Regions from separate parts of the Mus musculus genome. Here regions 2, 3, 4 and 5 are each linked to region 1. A link is a contact called in public Hi-C and HiChIP or PLAC-seq data. All regions are on one chromosome and are shown on one strand. The core of a region is the stretch at or near the end of the contact, and the rest is flanking DNA. Distances in the headings are between cores, read along the strand shown.

What was found. Hi-C and Micro-C count contacts between places; a contact is called where the count stands out from the background. HiChIP or PLAC-seq counts read pairs in DNA pulled down with a chosen protein or histone mark.
Region 2: a contact with region 1 is called in a Hi-C map of muscle stem cells, with 2.0 times the contacts expected there. The contact joins two enhancer-like sites. A contact is called at or near these places in 7 of 39 promoter capture datasets (the 3T3-L1 cell line, the C10 cell line, hippocampal neurons and 3 more), 6 of 484 Hi-C or Micro-C datasets (CD4 T cells, Sertoli cells, Th1 cells and 3 more), 1 of 115 datasets of contacts at active chromatin or transcription factors (bone marrow-derived macrophages) and 4 of 9 other capture datasets (adipose tissue, liver, macrophages and 1 more).
Region 3: a contact with region 1 is called in a Hi-C map of liver, with 5 times the contacts expected there. The contact joins two enhancer-like sites. A contact is called at or near these places in 1 of 15 datasets of contacts at CTCF or cohesin (pro-B cells), 8 of 484 Hi-C or Micro-C datasets (B cells, CD4 T cells, CD8 T cells and 4 more) and 1 of 115 datasets of contacts at active chromatin or transcription factors (bone marrow-derived macrophages).
Region 4: a contact with region 1 is called in a Hi-C map of cortical neurons, with 5 times the contacts expected there. The contact joins the promoter of Klhl5 here to the enhancer-like site in region 1. A contact is called at or near these places in 5 of 484 Hi-C or Micro-C datasets (Th1 cells, cortical neurons, embryonic stem cells and 1 more), 3 of 115 datasets of contacts at active chromatin or transcription factors (astrocytes, embryonic forebrain and stem cell-derived neural progenitor cells) and 2 of 9 other capture datasets (adipose tissue and macrophages).
Region 5: a contact with region 1 is called in a BATF HiChIP or PLAC-seq map of CD8 T cells, with 5 read pairs. The contact joins two enhancer-like sites. A contact is called at or near these places in 1 of 484 Hi-C or Micro-C datasets (the 3T3-L1 cell line) and 3 of 115 datasets of contacts at active chromatin or transcription factors (CD8 T cells, embryonic stem cells and pancreatic cancer cells).

The regions. Positions count from the first base shown.
Region 1 is chr5:64,883,120-64,885,819 of GRCm38.p6, forward strand. The region is part of intron 3 of Gm31889 (a long non-coding RNA gene); the gene reads left to right. Among named protein-coding and RNA genes, the nearest start is that of Gm31889, 4.9 kb to the left of the region's middle. Within about 2 kb of position 1,377, at least 181 of the 459 cell types and tissues checked have an H3K27ac peak or open chromatin away from gene starts, as enhancers often do. A contact at or near this core is called in CD8 T cells, Th1 cells, adipose tissue and 7 more, where this site is marked.
Region 2 is chr5:65,112,229-65,114,928 of GRCm38.p6, forward strand. It overlaps a transcript of Klhl5 not described here. Among named protein-coding and RNA genes, the nearest start is that of Klhl5, 18 kb to the right of the region's middle. Within about 2 kb of position 1,328, at least 26 of the 459 cell types and tissues checked have an H3K27ac peak or open chromatin away from gene starts, as enhancers often do. A contact at or near this core is called in Th1 cells, adipose tissue and liver, where this site is marked.
Region 3 is chr5:65,037,157-65,039,856 of GRCm38.p6, forward strand. Fam114a1 (family with sequence similarity 114, member A1) reads left to right here. Exons shown (of 14, transcript NM_026667.3): 13 at 1,532-1,585. Among named protein-coding and RNA genes, the nearest start is that of Gm32374, 18 kb to the left of the region's middle. Within about 2 kb of position 1,430, at least 61 of the 459 cell types and tissues checked have an H3K27ac peak or open chromatin away from gene starts, as enhancers often do. A contact at or near this core is called in hematopoietic stem and progenitor cells and liver, where this site is marked.
Region 4 is chr5:65,129,925-65,132,624 of GRCm38.p6, forward strand. Klhl5 (kelch-like 5) reads left to right here and starts at 1,307. Exons shown (of 11, transcript NM_175174.4): 1 at 1,307-1,852. The coding sequence starts at 1,473. LOC115490189 (a long non-coding RNA gene) reads left to right here and starts at 1,859. Exons shown (of 2, transcript XR_003955931.1): 1 at 1,859-2,700.
Region 5 is chr5:64,660,812-64,663,511 of GRCm38.p6, forward strand. No RefSeq gene overlaps it. Among named protein-coding and RNA genes, the nearest start is that of Gm26761, 37 kb to the right of the region's middle. Within about 2 kb of position 1,425, at least 49 of the 459 cell types and tissues checked have an H3K27ac peak or open chromatin away from gene starts, as enhancers often do. A contact at or near this core is called in CD8 T cells, where this site is marked.

The sequences.
Region 1 (2,700 bases), core at 127-2,626:
GTGGCTCACAACCACCAATAATGAAAACTAATGCCCCTTTCTGGCGTTTCTACAGCATTCACACACACACAAAATAAATAAATAAATATTTAAAAAATGAAAGCAGTCCTCACCCTTAAAGAGGGATCACTGTCTAGATAATCTCTGTTTGTTTTGTTTTGTTTTCTGGTTTTTTCAAAACAGGGTTTCTCTTAGTAGCCCTGGCTGTCCTGGAACTCATTCAGTAGACCCAGTGATCTTTTAACCCTCTAGGATAATTTAGTTTTAGAAACATGAAGGTGTAAGTGGGACGAAATTCCTGAATGTGTGCTACCACTTCTGATGAAGAAAACCCCTAGATCCACCGGCAGCTCTTCTGAATTAGGGGAGAGGGCACCGTTGGGAGAAGAACTGTGTATTTTCAATGGACACTGTGTGGAAAGAGACCGCAATGGCAGACCTCTGACTACTGCTCATTTTTTTCCTTTTGACCTTTACTGAGTTGTTCTGGTAGCTCATCCTCTTCAACGAACAAGTGTAACTACTGATGTGACCACAAGATGGCACTGTAATCCAAAATTTCACAGAGGAAACCCCCCCCCCCCCCCCCCGAAAAAAAACCCTAGGTTCTTTTAAAGCTTTCTTTCCCCCAGGGTTCCTGGAACTGTTGTGTACTGGCAAGTAGAGCAATCTTGCTGAAAGGAAAGCTCTGGTTCTGTAGGTCTGGGTTGAGCCTGAAATGCTGTGTTTCTAACAGGCTCTCAGATTAGCATCTTTTATTAACTCCATCCCTGGTTCTAGGCCAGTTTAGTTTTAATTTCTCTACTGTTACACCTGATCGGAAAGGAGGGAAAACTAAATTGATGGGGAAAGGACTATGCTCTCTGTCTTTAAGAGGCAATGGGGGGGGGGGGGGAGGAGGAGGAAGAGGGAGAGATAAGGAAACCTGGGCGGTCCAATCCCCAAGACCTGTTGCAGCACACACTGCGCCCCACTGCCACCCCAGCACTGACCAGCTGAGCAGGTGCTCTGGTCAGGGTGAGCTGTGCAGAGCGCAGGGTCCTTCTTAGACCTTTCTGGCACAAAGGATTTATTTGAGAATTCAGTACAGGGTTTACAGTAAACAATGCCAGGTTTTTCAGCTAGCACTCCTAAATTCTCCTGTCAAAAGCTAAGCTAGAGATGCCAGCAGAGTCCATACTGGAAAGAGCTAGCCACAGACCGTATGACTGAATGTTAGAGCAGGAAGAGCCGCTTTGCTGATGGCATTATTCTTACATGCACAATCGTTCTATTTTAATACATGAACTTCTGCTTTCCCAAGTGAGAAGGGCTCTCAGGGAATAGCACGTGAAGTGAAACCACTTCTTGTCCACTAGGGCCCTTTGACTCCAGGCAGGCCCTTGCTTCTTGGCAGACACAGGAGTGTGTAGGAGGGAGAGGAGGTTGTTATCAATGGTTCCTGCTATTCTTCTCTGGCAGACTCTGACTTTCTATTTTCTAGATTTGGTTTTTCTCTCCCACCCCCTCCCTCTCCCTCCCCTTCCCCTTCTCCTCCCCCTCTCCCCCTCCCCTCCCCCTTCCTGCCTCTCCCCCTCCCCCTCTCACTCCCCCCCTCCCCCTTCCTTCTCTCCCCCCTCCCCCTCCCCTTCCCCTCCCCCTCCCTCAACTTCCTGTGTAGCTGAGGATGCCCCTGAACTTCTGATACTCCTGACTCTCCTCTCCTAAGTCCTGGAATTATAGTCGTGTGCCACCGTGCTTGGTCGTGTGCTGCTGGCGATAAAACACAGCCCTTCTCAAATCCTAGACAGTCTAGCCCCTGGGTTCCATGCCCAGCTCCCATATCATTTCTTCCCATTTTGTTTCCTTAACATAGTTTAAAACAAAGTTATATGAATAGCTGGCTCTTGGCTATTTATCGGTCTAGTTTAACCTTCGTCCGGCTCCTTACTCAAAAGGCCACGGCTCCTACTTCTTGGAGGCCTAGAGTAAATTAACACTGGGGGTAATGTTCTCCTCTGTCTTCTCCCCCCCCCCCAATTTGCATAAAGCCTACAGCAGACAGTTCTCGCTGTGCACACACGGGGAAGTAAAACCTGGGCTTTTATCTGGGTGTTCTTGACTTCTCTCTAACTGTATGCATGAGCTGACACGTGAAGGGGTGGGGGTGGGAAAGTGGTTTCAGGGTTGGTCAGACTGGGTAAAAGCAGGGCATCTGGAGCTAAGGATATGGTATGCCCTCCCTGTTCTCCCTGGACGGTGAGGAGAGCTCTGTACACGAGCATCTCGCGGCAGACCGGCCCCAGCACACCCATGTGCAGTATTCACAAGTTTTTGTTTTGTTATTCAACATATTATAGGATTCCCATCAAAATATGATGGCTGAATTTTATTGCATGAAAATTGCAGACAATATAATCATTAATTATAAATTCAACATTAGGGCTGGTGAGATGGCTCAGCGGTTAAGAGCACTGACTGCTCTTCCAGAGGTCATGAGTTCAAATCCCAGCAACCAACCACATGATGGCTCACAACCATTCGTAATGAGAAACAAATTTTAAAAAACTCTATGGGCTGGAGAGCGCGGGCCCAGAGAGAGCAGGGCCAGAGAAAGAGGGAGAGGGAAGAAGAAATAAAATAAAATAAAATAAAATAAAAATAAATAAATATAATAAAAAAATAAATTCAACATCAGATTACGGGGTAAAGACATGCCAT
Region 2 (2,700 bases), core at 78-2,577, 230 kb after region 1:
AGTAGCGTCTGAGAAGTCTGAGATTAAAGAAGTCTGAGACGCCACTTAAAAAAATCTGTGTGATTAGTGTACTGGCTGGTTCTGTGTGTCAAGTTGACACAAGCTGGCGTTATCACAGAGAAAGGAGCCTCCCTTGAGGAAATGCCTCCATGAGATCCTTCTGTAAGGCATTTCCTCAACTAGTGATCAAGCAGGGAGGGCCCACTGTGGGTGGTGCTGGTAGTCCTGGGTTCTATAAGAAAGCAAGCTGAGCAAGCCAGGGGAAGCAAGCCAGTAAGTAGCATTCCTCCATGGCCTCTGCATCAGCTCCTGCTTCCTGGCCTGCTTGAGTTCCTGTCCTGACTTCCTTGGTGATGAACAGCAATGTGGAAAGTGTAAGCTGAATAAACCCTTTCCTCCCCAACTTGCTTTTTGGTCATGCTGTTTGTGCAGGAATAGAAACCCTGACTGAGACAGTTAGCATCAGTGTGCAGGTTGTCCTAGGACAGATGGATTATGATAATCAGGATGAGAAGGGAATCTTGGAGTTGATTTGTAGCTAGTGTATGCACTCTCCACACACAGGCAAATGCCTTTTTTTTTTAAAAAAAAAATCCTTTCATTCATTTCTTCCTCTCCTAAGATATAGGTGACTGAATTGTCTGCCTCTTACCTTCATGTCCTTCAGTCCTTACTCGAGACTCCCTGGCTTCACCTCAAAGCTATTACTGCAGAGAGAAAGTCCATGCTACTAGTCCAGCAGTTCCCTACCAAACAGACTGCTCTCCAGGACAGCTTCTACGTGGACATTTTAGACTTTAACATCCTGTTGTTACATTTCTTCACCGACTTCATTTTTATTCCCAGCAACTTTGTATTTTCTCTTATCATTGTGCGCTCCTCTTCTGTAGCAATGTCTCTTCCCAGACAAAAGGTATCCATAGCTGCACTTCAGTAGGCAGCTAAGGGGTGGGTGTATACGATATCTGGAAGAGCAGATTACCAGAAAAACATGAGGGAGGTGAGGAAAAACTGTGTTTGTTTTAGCAACTAGGTATGGTGGTGCATAGGTGCACTTAGAAGGCTGAAGGCAGAAGGATCAAAGCAAGTTTGACGGAGCCAGCCTGAGCCAAGTAGCAAGTTCCAGATCAGCCAGGGCTCACAGCGAGACCTCATCTATATGAACAGGCATAACTAGCTGTGCATGACAGGTAAGACCCATCAGGGGTGAAGGCTAAAGGAGGGTCTTAGGTGCAGACTGCACAGGATCTTGAGTCTCTGAAATGTCCTTACACATTTGTTGCTGTGTAAAAGCAGGATGGGTGTGGACTCATCTAAACAGTGCGGTGCAGGAAACTACCAGAAGCTTCCTTGTTTAGAAGACAGTCCTACAGTGACGGCAGCTTATCAGCAGGCCTGTGTTGGTGTTCCCGATTGGTAGACGTGATCTTCACAGAAGTCCGTACAAGCAGCTTGTACCATCTGAGTAATATCTCAAAAGAGGCTCAACTAGGGGGGCACCAAAGCCACTAGCTTTAAAACTCCATGTTCCCTCAACACATGACGTCTCTTACAGCTCCATAAACTTAGCTTCCAGGATCGTGGAAAGGATATGAATTATCATAAGAGCCCCCCAAAGCTGGGGTTTCTTTATATGAATCCAAATGCAAACTGAGTAACCTGGGAAGTCATCTTTACTAGGAGTAATGTTACCTTGAATGTAGATAATATACCTAATTCTACAGATTGCCATTGCTGGGACACAGAGCTAAGAGACTTAACTTTAAATGTTCAAGGGGAAAGGTTCGCTAACTTAAATGTCCGTAGTGAGTGTATGAGCTCGTTTGGAAGTATTCAATAGTATTTGTTTTCATTGATTTGATCTATGTGCTTAATTATTTTTAGTTATAGATGAAATATGAGATAGATGAATAGAATGTAAGGTATGATGTTGGCAGGGCAGGTGGGACCTCTAAGACATTAAAAACTCTGAATTCCATGCCAAACAATTTGGCTTTTATGACCGAGTAGGAGATTGAAAATGAATAAGAATTTTAGCTATAATGGTGTAGTCAAGAATCGTCCTTTAGAAGGTGTGATTGCCCTGTGAAGACTAGAGAGGAGAGGCTGGAGAAGGGTTACTTCATTTCTTCCTGTTATTTGTGGAAAGAAGGGCTAATCAATTGTGCATCTTACAGGACCTTAAAATTATGGAGTCTCAGCAGTCCTTCAAAGAGGCTAGACCCAGCTTGTCTTTTCTTTTTTCTTTTTTAATTCATTATATTTTCAAATGTTGGCTTTATTTTAGGTAGTTTTAAGTATTTTTGACAGTTTTGTGCATAAATACACTGTATTGTGATTACATTCACTAGCTAGTCCAAGTTATTTCTTGTCACCCCCAGACCCCATTGGAAGTTGAGAAGACCACCCTGAAGAGACTCTTGTATTTTTGAAATAGTGTTTCTCTGTGTCCTGGAACTCACTCTGTAGACCAGGCTGGCCTCAAACTCAGAGAACAACCGGTCTCTGCCTCCCAAGTGCTGGGATTAAAGGCATGCGCCACCAGTACTCAGATGAAGGGCCTCTTAAGAACATTGAGTTTAGCCTAAGATACATTTAACACTGAGAGATTCTAGTCACTGCTGATGTCCATTGATCTGCCATTTCATTCACTCCCTTGTCCAATTGTGCTTTTAGTTGGAACTATAAAACAGCTTTTTG
Region 3 (2,700 bases), core at 180-2,679, 150 kb after region 1:
GAGGTTTATTGATAATCACATAAACATGAAAGCAAATACGATCATGGATTTTCTGGTTACTTACTAAAGTGACTTGAGTGTTTGAAGAGGTCCTTCCTCACCCTCTTCCAAGACTCCATTGTGGTTTCCTAATGCCAGCAAAGGAAGGCTTCTCTGGGAAGACAGACTTAATTCATATGCTTTTGTTTGCTCGACACAGAGCCTTCCAGGTACAGTAAGGGAACCCAGCCGACTAAGATTGCCCCGTTAAAGATTCATTGCTGTAGGGGTCTGTTGAGCGGTTTAGATAGGGAAGCCTGCTGATTGACAGCCGAATAATATAACTAAGGATAACGACCATCTCTCCCTTTTGGAGCACCTGAAACGGGGATTCATTCTCCACGCGGTACACATACACTTGTGATTCTCAAACCTGGATCTACAGACCTACTTGAAAGTTCTAGTTAAGAATGCCCTCACCGTGTCGCTCCTCTGGTAGATAACCTACAGTATTTGTGCTCACGGGTGAGGTGGGGGGAAGAGGGAGAGAGGGGAACAAAGAGAACAAAAGAAGAGCAGGCAGGATAGACTAGTAGGACACATAAGTGGAGGACTGGAAATTTTATAACAACAATAATAATGTTTCAGGGGCTGGAGAGTTGACTCAGTAGTTAAAGCATGTAGTGCTCTTGCAGAGGACCCAGGTTCAGTTCCCAATACCCACATATTACATATTAAAGGTCATGACTGTCTATAATTACAGGTTCAGAGACTCCAATGCCCTCTTCTAGCCCCTGAGGGCACCTGGACTCACATGCACATACCCTATACCAACATAAACATGTAATTAAAAATAAATAGAATAAGCCGGGCATGGTGACGCACGCCTTTAATCCCACCACTCGGGAGGCAGAGGCAGGCGGATTTCTGAGTTCGAGGCCAGCCTGGTCTACAGGGTGAGTTCCAGGACAGCCAGGGCTATTCAGAGAAACCCTGTCTCAAATAAATAAATAAAATTCTTAAGAATAAGAATCTCGGAAAGCTATACAGATGCCTTAATTAAAATCTGCAGTGAGGCACAGCACATGTCTGTAATCTCAGCCTTTGGAAGCATGAGGCGGGCTACACAAAAACCAAAAAGATTTTTTTTTAACACAATAATAAAGATCATGACAAATTTACCATCAACATTGTAACCCTAGCTGATCTGGGTGTAGGATGGTGTCAGGCAGATTGGGCAAGCAGAAGATAGGATCCAATCAGCTACCAGCTTCCCACCACTGAAAAAAGTCTACATTTCTAGCAATGTGAACTCACGTAAATTGCTCAACCTCCCGATCGCTGTTTCTTCATCCTGCTAGCTAGCGCCTAGGCTTACCGCAGCACCAAGCCCCTCCTAGGGTTGCTGGTAGAATTAGAGATTGCATAAGGAAGGTGCAGACGCCAAGCACACTTCTTCCTCTAAGACATTCCTCTACAAAGCGGTGCCTTATATTTGACGTGCTAAGCCTTGAGGCCCTAATCCGTCAATTTCATACTTTCAATTTCACAGAGCAACAAGAAGGCTGAAGTCCTTAACCCCATGATCAATAGTGTGTTTTTAGAGGTAAGTAGCCCCCAGAGAAAGTACTCCAAATCAAAGTGAGTGTTACAGCTATGTTCTTTTTTTTTCTCTTTTCTTCCTCCCAGTCAGCAAGTGTTATTGGAATTCTAAATCTTATCGTCAACAGTCTAACAGTCTTTGTGTGTGTGTGTGTGTGTGTGTGTGTGTGTGTGTGTGTGTCCATTTCTGTAGCTCAGCCAGCTGTAAAGTGTCTGGTAGAGCAGCAATGCCTAATTTCCAAGAATTCCTAATTATAAAAGGAAATGCTAAGCTTGCAGGCTATTTCCGGCCACCATTCCTCCCCCCCTCAACCCTCCCCCAGCAGACGCAGATTTTTGCTGCCAAGTTTGACACTGTGATTATTGGCTGCAATGGAGGATTATTACCCACTGGTGATTTTCATAAAAACAGGCATTTCCCTTCGTTCACGAGAACTTTTAGTAGAGCTGAGTCTAAGTTTCAGGTTAGCGAAACTGCTGCGGGATGCCTGCCCATTCAGTGACAAGCATAGAGTCCCCACGAGAGAGGACTCCCTGCCTGCCCTGCCTGCTCACTAGGACTTGGTAGCAGCAACTGCCCAGATGGAAGGCTATCCCAGCACTGCTGTGGCTCTGCAGAAGACGAACCCAGTGATGTAAGAGAGAAGCAGTCCAAGATGCATTCCTGGTCTTGGAGCGTGGGCGCTGTGTCCTGCATTTGAGCAGTGGAGGAGGACCTTGCCCATGGGGGAGCCACAGGGCCTCCCAAGCAGCTATGGGTCAAGGGCAAGGCCCAATGCCATTGCCTTCACATTTGGATGGCAAGAGTAAGCTCTGGAGAGATTACATAACCTCAGAACTGGTGGCAACGTTGCTGGGAACTGTGTCTCATTGTTAAGCAAAGCTGTCCATGGACCAAACCTAATCAAGTGGTGGCAGCGAGTATCATTGCTTAGGACACAGTCTTGCAATGGACTCAACCATAAGGGGCAGGAACTGTAGGGACAAGCCCAGTGGAACAGACACAGCTAGTAGAAACCCTGGAAGGCAGAGGCAGGAGGATGGTGAGTTCAAGGCCAACACAAACTATATAGTGAGTTTCAGTCTCACTTCTTAGTCTCCCACCCCAGATCTCTGTCA
Region 4 (2,700 bases), core at 57-2,556, 250 kb after region 1:
GGGAGCTGATTGGAGGTCCCCCACAGTGCCAGTACAGAGCTCTGCGCGGCTTTTCATGCTTCTTATTCTGTTTTTTCTGAACAGTTTTTAGTTCTAGGGGCCACATGAGGTTAAGCTACAGGCCTCATGGTATTTTTGTGCCAAAAGTCTCCAAAACAGACTTTTCAGCCAATGTCAAAACAGCTTTATGTGAAATTATTTGACAGGGGGTTCAGTACTGAACATCTAAATTCTGTTCTGCACTTTAAAATCACAAATTCTTAATATTACACTATTATAATATTTTATATTTTGACTAATCAGTGCTTTTATTCACTTCAGTGACTGTATTTATTCATTCTGGAGGTTAGACATCAGTATGTGTATATTCCTGTCTTCCACCACGCCTACTAGAATACTCAAAGTAACTCTTTAGTATTTTAAATTTTAATTTTTTTCTCCTTATCAATTTGCAGTGAGCATGTCCACAGCACTGCTCTGTCTTGTTGGCCACAGAGGCCACAGTCCAGTGCTCTCTGCAGCTAAGGAATCTTAAGCCTTGAGCCCCACCATCCCTCTCCAATAGGAAATCTAGGTGTCAAACTGGAGGAAGCAGCCCTGTTTGAATTAGAGTGAGTGATATTGGTGTCAGGGTATCCCTTTTAAAGAGTTAGTACTGACATATTTTGGTCCATTGTAGTTTTCAAACTTTTTCGTCTAGTTTTTCTCATTATCCCTTGTTCAAATGAACTCTTAACCAAGGATGTCACTGTGCATCCTGGGAGGAGAGGGAGGAGACAGGAGGATAGTGGCCACCAGTCCAGAGCCCCAGCTTAGACCCTCCTCCTCATCCCCACCCAACACAGCTCAAGAATCCTCAAATCTCATTTAAAATGCTTTTTAGAAAATGTGTTCTGTGATATGAACTAAGAACTCACCTAAGAACTTGGTTTAAAAGCAGGAACCACTGCTGGTGGAAAAGTGGTTTTTAAGTACAAAGGAAAATGCTCTGCGTTAACGGCTCTTGTTTCAGCCATAAAAGAGTTAATGCACCGAGCAATAAAGGCTGCGATTTGATTCTGCAGCGGGGATAGTGCTCTCAGTCTCTGTCATTTGTGGTTCAGAGAAGGGGGTGGTGTTCTGCATTTGAAAGGACTTTAATGAATGCTGTCAGTGTTTGTGCGAGTCCAGGGTCTGGATGGGAAGGGGAGCAGGGAAAGTGCTGGGGCTGCTTCAGGATAGGTGGATCAGAGTTTGCTCCGATCGAGCGGAGTGTTCCACCGCGTTCATCTTTATTCATTACCCTTTGTTCTTCATAGTCTGATATATTGGGATGAAAGTAAATGGAGATATATATTTGAACGATTTGTTTTCTTTTAAAGCTATTTTTTGGGTACAGCAGGGAATATACTTCTCTTGTCTTGGTTGGATACACAAATCTGTGCGCCGTGTTTTTTGCCCGTTGCCTAGACGATCACTCGGTTTCTCTGAGGATGTCTGGTTCTCGCAAAGAGTTTGACGTGAAACAGATTTTGAAAATCAGGTGGAGGTGGTTTGGCCATCAAGCATCGTCTAACTCTTCCGTTGACAGCCAGCAGGGAGAATTTTGGAACCGAGGACAGACCGGAGCAAACGGTGGGAGAAAGTTTTTAGATCCGTGTAACCTACAATTGCCTTTGGCTTCCATTGGTTACCGAAGGTCCAGCCAACTGGATTTCCAGAATTCACCTTCTTGGCCAATGGCATCCACCTCAGATGTCCCTGCATTTGAGTTTACAGCAGAAGGCTGTGCTGGTGCACACTGGCTGGAGAGACCAGAAGTGGACGATGGCACTAGTGAAGAGGAAAATGAATCTGATTCCAGCTCGAGCAGGTTGATTATTCTCTTACTGTCAGAGACGGGGTGCGGGGTGTGTGCTCTATGCTAGTGGAGAATAACTGACTATTTACTAGCTTATCTCTGTGGTTGTCCGTACATCTGCTTCCCGTGAACTGCCTACATGAATGGCATCTTGGTATGGATACGTAGGTTTGCTAGGATTTGGGAAATGTCTCGTTAATTCTGTGAAATTTAAAGGCACCAAATAGCTTTCATTTTGAAATACCTTGCATTTCATGTATAGATCTGACACTGCCTTGAAAATAGTATGTAGCAGCAGTTTTATACGGTGTTGCCTGGCTGTATTCATCCGGCTTCTGTATTTACACTAAAACTATGAGACATTTCTACAGTATAAATCCTTGTGGTATTTTGGGTTATAATAGATTGTGGAGTCGTTTTAATTTGATAAAAATGAAAGGTTCTATAAAAAGAGATACACTGTAGTTCCCAATTTTTGACACCATTTTAGTTGTCAATACTGTTTTTCTGTGGTTATGTCTTTGTCCTGTGGATGTTGCAGCTCTGCAGACTAAGACAGAGAATACTAAGTAATGTATGTGTCTCTCTCAAGGATAGCACCACCGATTCCTGTTACCCCCACTTTCCACTGAAATTCACGCTGTTTAAGGAAAAGAAAGATAATCTTTTAGTAAAGTTTAAGAGAACATGGTGTCGGGAGTGCTAGATGTGGTCAGCCAGTCAAAAAGATGATAAGGAAAATGAGTTGGAAGGAATGCAATAAAGCAAAGAATTGATAATTTCATGATGATTTTGTTCCTCCTTCCTGGCACCTTCTTATCTTTAGGATGGATTTTCTTGGTCCGCTTTCCATGCTGTGT
Region 5 (2,700 bases), core at 175-2,674, 220 kb before region 1:
GCCAGCCTAGGACACATAGTGAGACCCTGATTCAAAACAAATAATACCAAAGGAAAAACTTGGTCATCTAATCCTGCCACTTCCCTGGATGTTTCTATCTTCAATTATCATCCTGACCTAGCTGACTTCTACCAATGATTAGTCAGTTATAGGCCAACTCCATGTAGGTATTTGAGGTTTCATTCTCTAGCTTAAACAATGGCTGCTCTTCTGACCAGTAGCACTAATATGGAAAATATACCTGTCATTAATTGTAAAAATGCTTGCTGACATTTACTGCAGTCTTCCCAAGTCCAGTTTGTATCAGGTTTACTTTTTTATTAATAACTGTCAAAGGACATCACTTTTTCGTAGGCATGTTATTATTGTCAACAAATATGTCAGCAGTCATACTCTCTTGGGCCCAAATCAATCAACATCAGACGGCTTAAGGACGTATTCTCCATCTAACTTCGAGTGCTGCATTGTTAACGCAATGCTGAAAGACAACCTCTTTCTGAGGTGCAAAAAAGATGCTTAGACTAGAACTCAACTGGTTAAAAATTACATCATATTGCAATCACATTGGAAGTAATGAGTAGAAAGAAGAGACTTAGATAGGAAAGCCTTTGTTAAAACGTATCCTGTCTCATGTCATCTAACCCTGAGGAAACAATATAAAATTAAATAAACACATATCCTCCACCAGCTAATGAAGTTTTATCCTCTCAGGCTTCAGATAAACAGATCGCTGTTCATAAATTTTGCACCTTAGAATCTTCCAGCTCCAGGGCTGGAGACCCAGCTTAGCTGGTCGAGAGCTTGTCCATTTTGCATGGAATTCTTGGTTGATAGATAGCACCATAAGTTGGATGTGGTGGTCATGTAATCCCAATCACTCCAAAGGTGAAGACAAGAGAAGAGAAGTTCGGGGTCCTCCTCTGCTACATCTAAGGCCAGCTTGTAATAGATGATAGATAGATGTAATAGTCTCGAAAGAAAACAAAACAAAACAAAACAAAACAAAACTCTATTTTACTACCACCGCTTTTTCTATTGTTGGAAATACTTTTAAACCCTGCAAGAGTTAATTGTGTGACATGCTTCTCAGCAGGGAGCCACCCAAGTAAAAATCCAAGGTGATGGCTTCACAAGGAGACACAGGAACCATGCCCAATTGATTTCCTGGCTGGGAGCAAAGCTCTGCTACCTTTTGTCTCCAGGAACTGTCAGCATCACCAGGTTAAAAATGCATGCTCCCAACTCCGCCCCGTGCCTGAAGATCTCACATTTAGTCAGTTTCCCTTTGTTCTCAAGACCATATCTCCTTTCTGTACTTTTTTTTTCTCATTTGACTCAAATCAGGAAGGATTCAGGTCGTACCTACAACTTCCCCCCATCGATTCAGATAACAAGGAGGGTGTGGGAGTGAGAAGAAATTGAAAGTAGGGAGTGGAAAGTTGGAGCTTTCTGGTGGGGTCACCTCACCAGTCCCTTGGGGAGACGATCACAGTTTGAGTTGCTCGTTAGTAATTTTATTTCTAGGAAGCCTCTGTCTGTAAGTATTTCCTCCATAGTCCCCAGATTCCAAGGTCTTTGTTTGCTGGATAACCTTCCCACCCCTGTGCCTTTGCAGTTCTTACATATAAAACTAAATGATTCCAAGACAGTTTCTATAATTACTTTTAAAAAAGAAAAAAAATCAATAGCTCTCAGAAAACATATTGGCTTGATCTTCTAACCAGACTAGAGATGAAAGACAGGGTAGTTTCAGTTCTCTTGCTAAGATCAAGGCTTGAGGTGTCAAAAGCTCTAGCACTGTGGCTCCCTCCGACAGCTTGTAGCTCTGTGGACCACCTCTGCTTTCATGCAAATGTAACCCGGCCTCATTAGGAAGTATTAGTTCCCGTTTCAGCCTCAAGCATCAAAGCCATTTGTCATAATTGCTATAATTAGACCAGGCTGAAACACACCAATCGAACAGGCTGTTGCTTCGTGGGTGTGGTTGCAAGGGTATCCACGACCTGAAATTCCCACTGTGAGGTACTTTCCTCGAGTTAAGGTGTTGTTTTTCTTTAAATATATGAATATATATGAACATATGTCAGAAAGCATCTCATTCCACTGCTCATTTGCTGGCTCCTCTTGATGTATTTTAATTACTGGAGAAAGAAAGATATTTGAAGCTTCTGTGTCCAAGTCAGGTATGGCTAACTATGGTAGCTGATGGTAAGTTGATTCCTGGGATGCATTTGGTAGAAGAAGAGAACTAACTCCCACAAATTGTCCTTTGCCAAATCCAGGTTCCATATCTTCATTCAAGGCCTTGGCTATCTGCTGATTCCCTCCGCAGCCCTTCTTCCTATCATGGGTGTATGTTCTCTGAGATTATATACTGGATTCATTCTTCAAAACTATCAACTCTCCAGTTCCTTTACAAGTCTATAGAAGTCCCATTTCTTCCCCCTCTGCCCATCTTTTACTATTTTTCTAATCATCCAATAAGGAAAGATGGATTCACCCAGTGGTTCTCAATGGGATGATACCCATCTATGGACATACAACAACATCTAGAAACAAAAGACTGGTATTTTAACACACACACAAATACACACATTTGTCACTTATAAATTTATATTTAACTAACATAAAATATTTAACTTCTATTGCTCAATTTATAAACCATGGAAGGTGATTGCTAAAGGTCTAGTTAGGGAACAC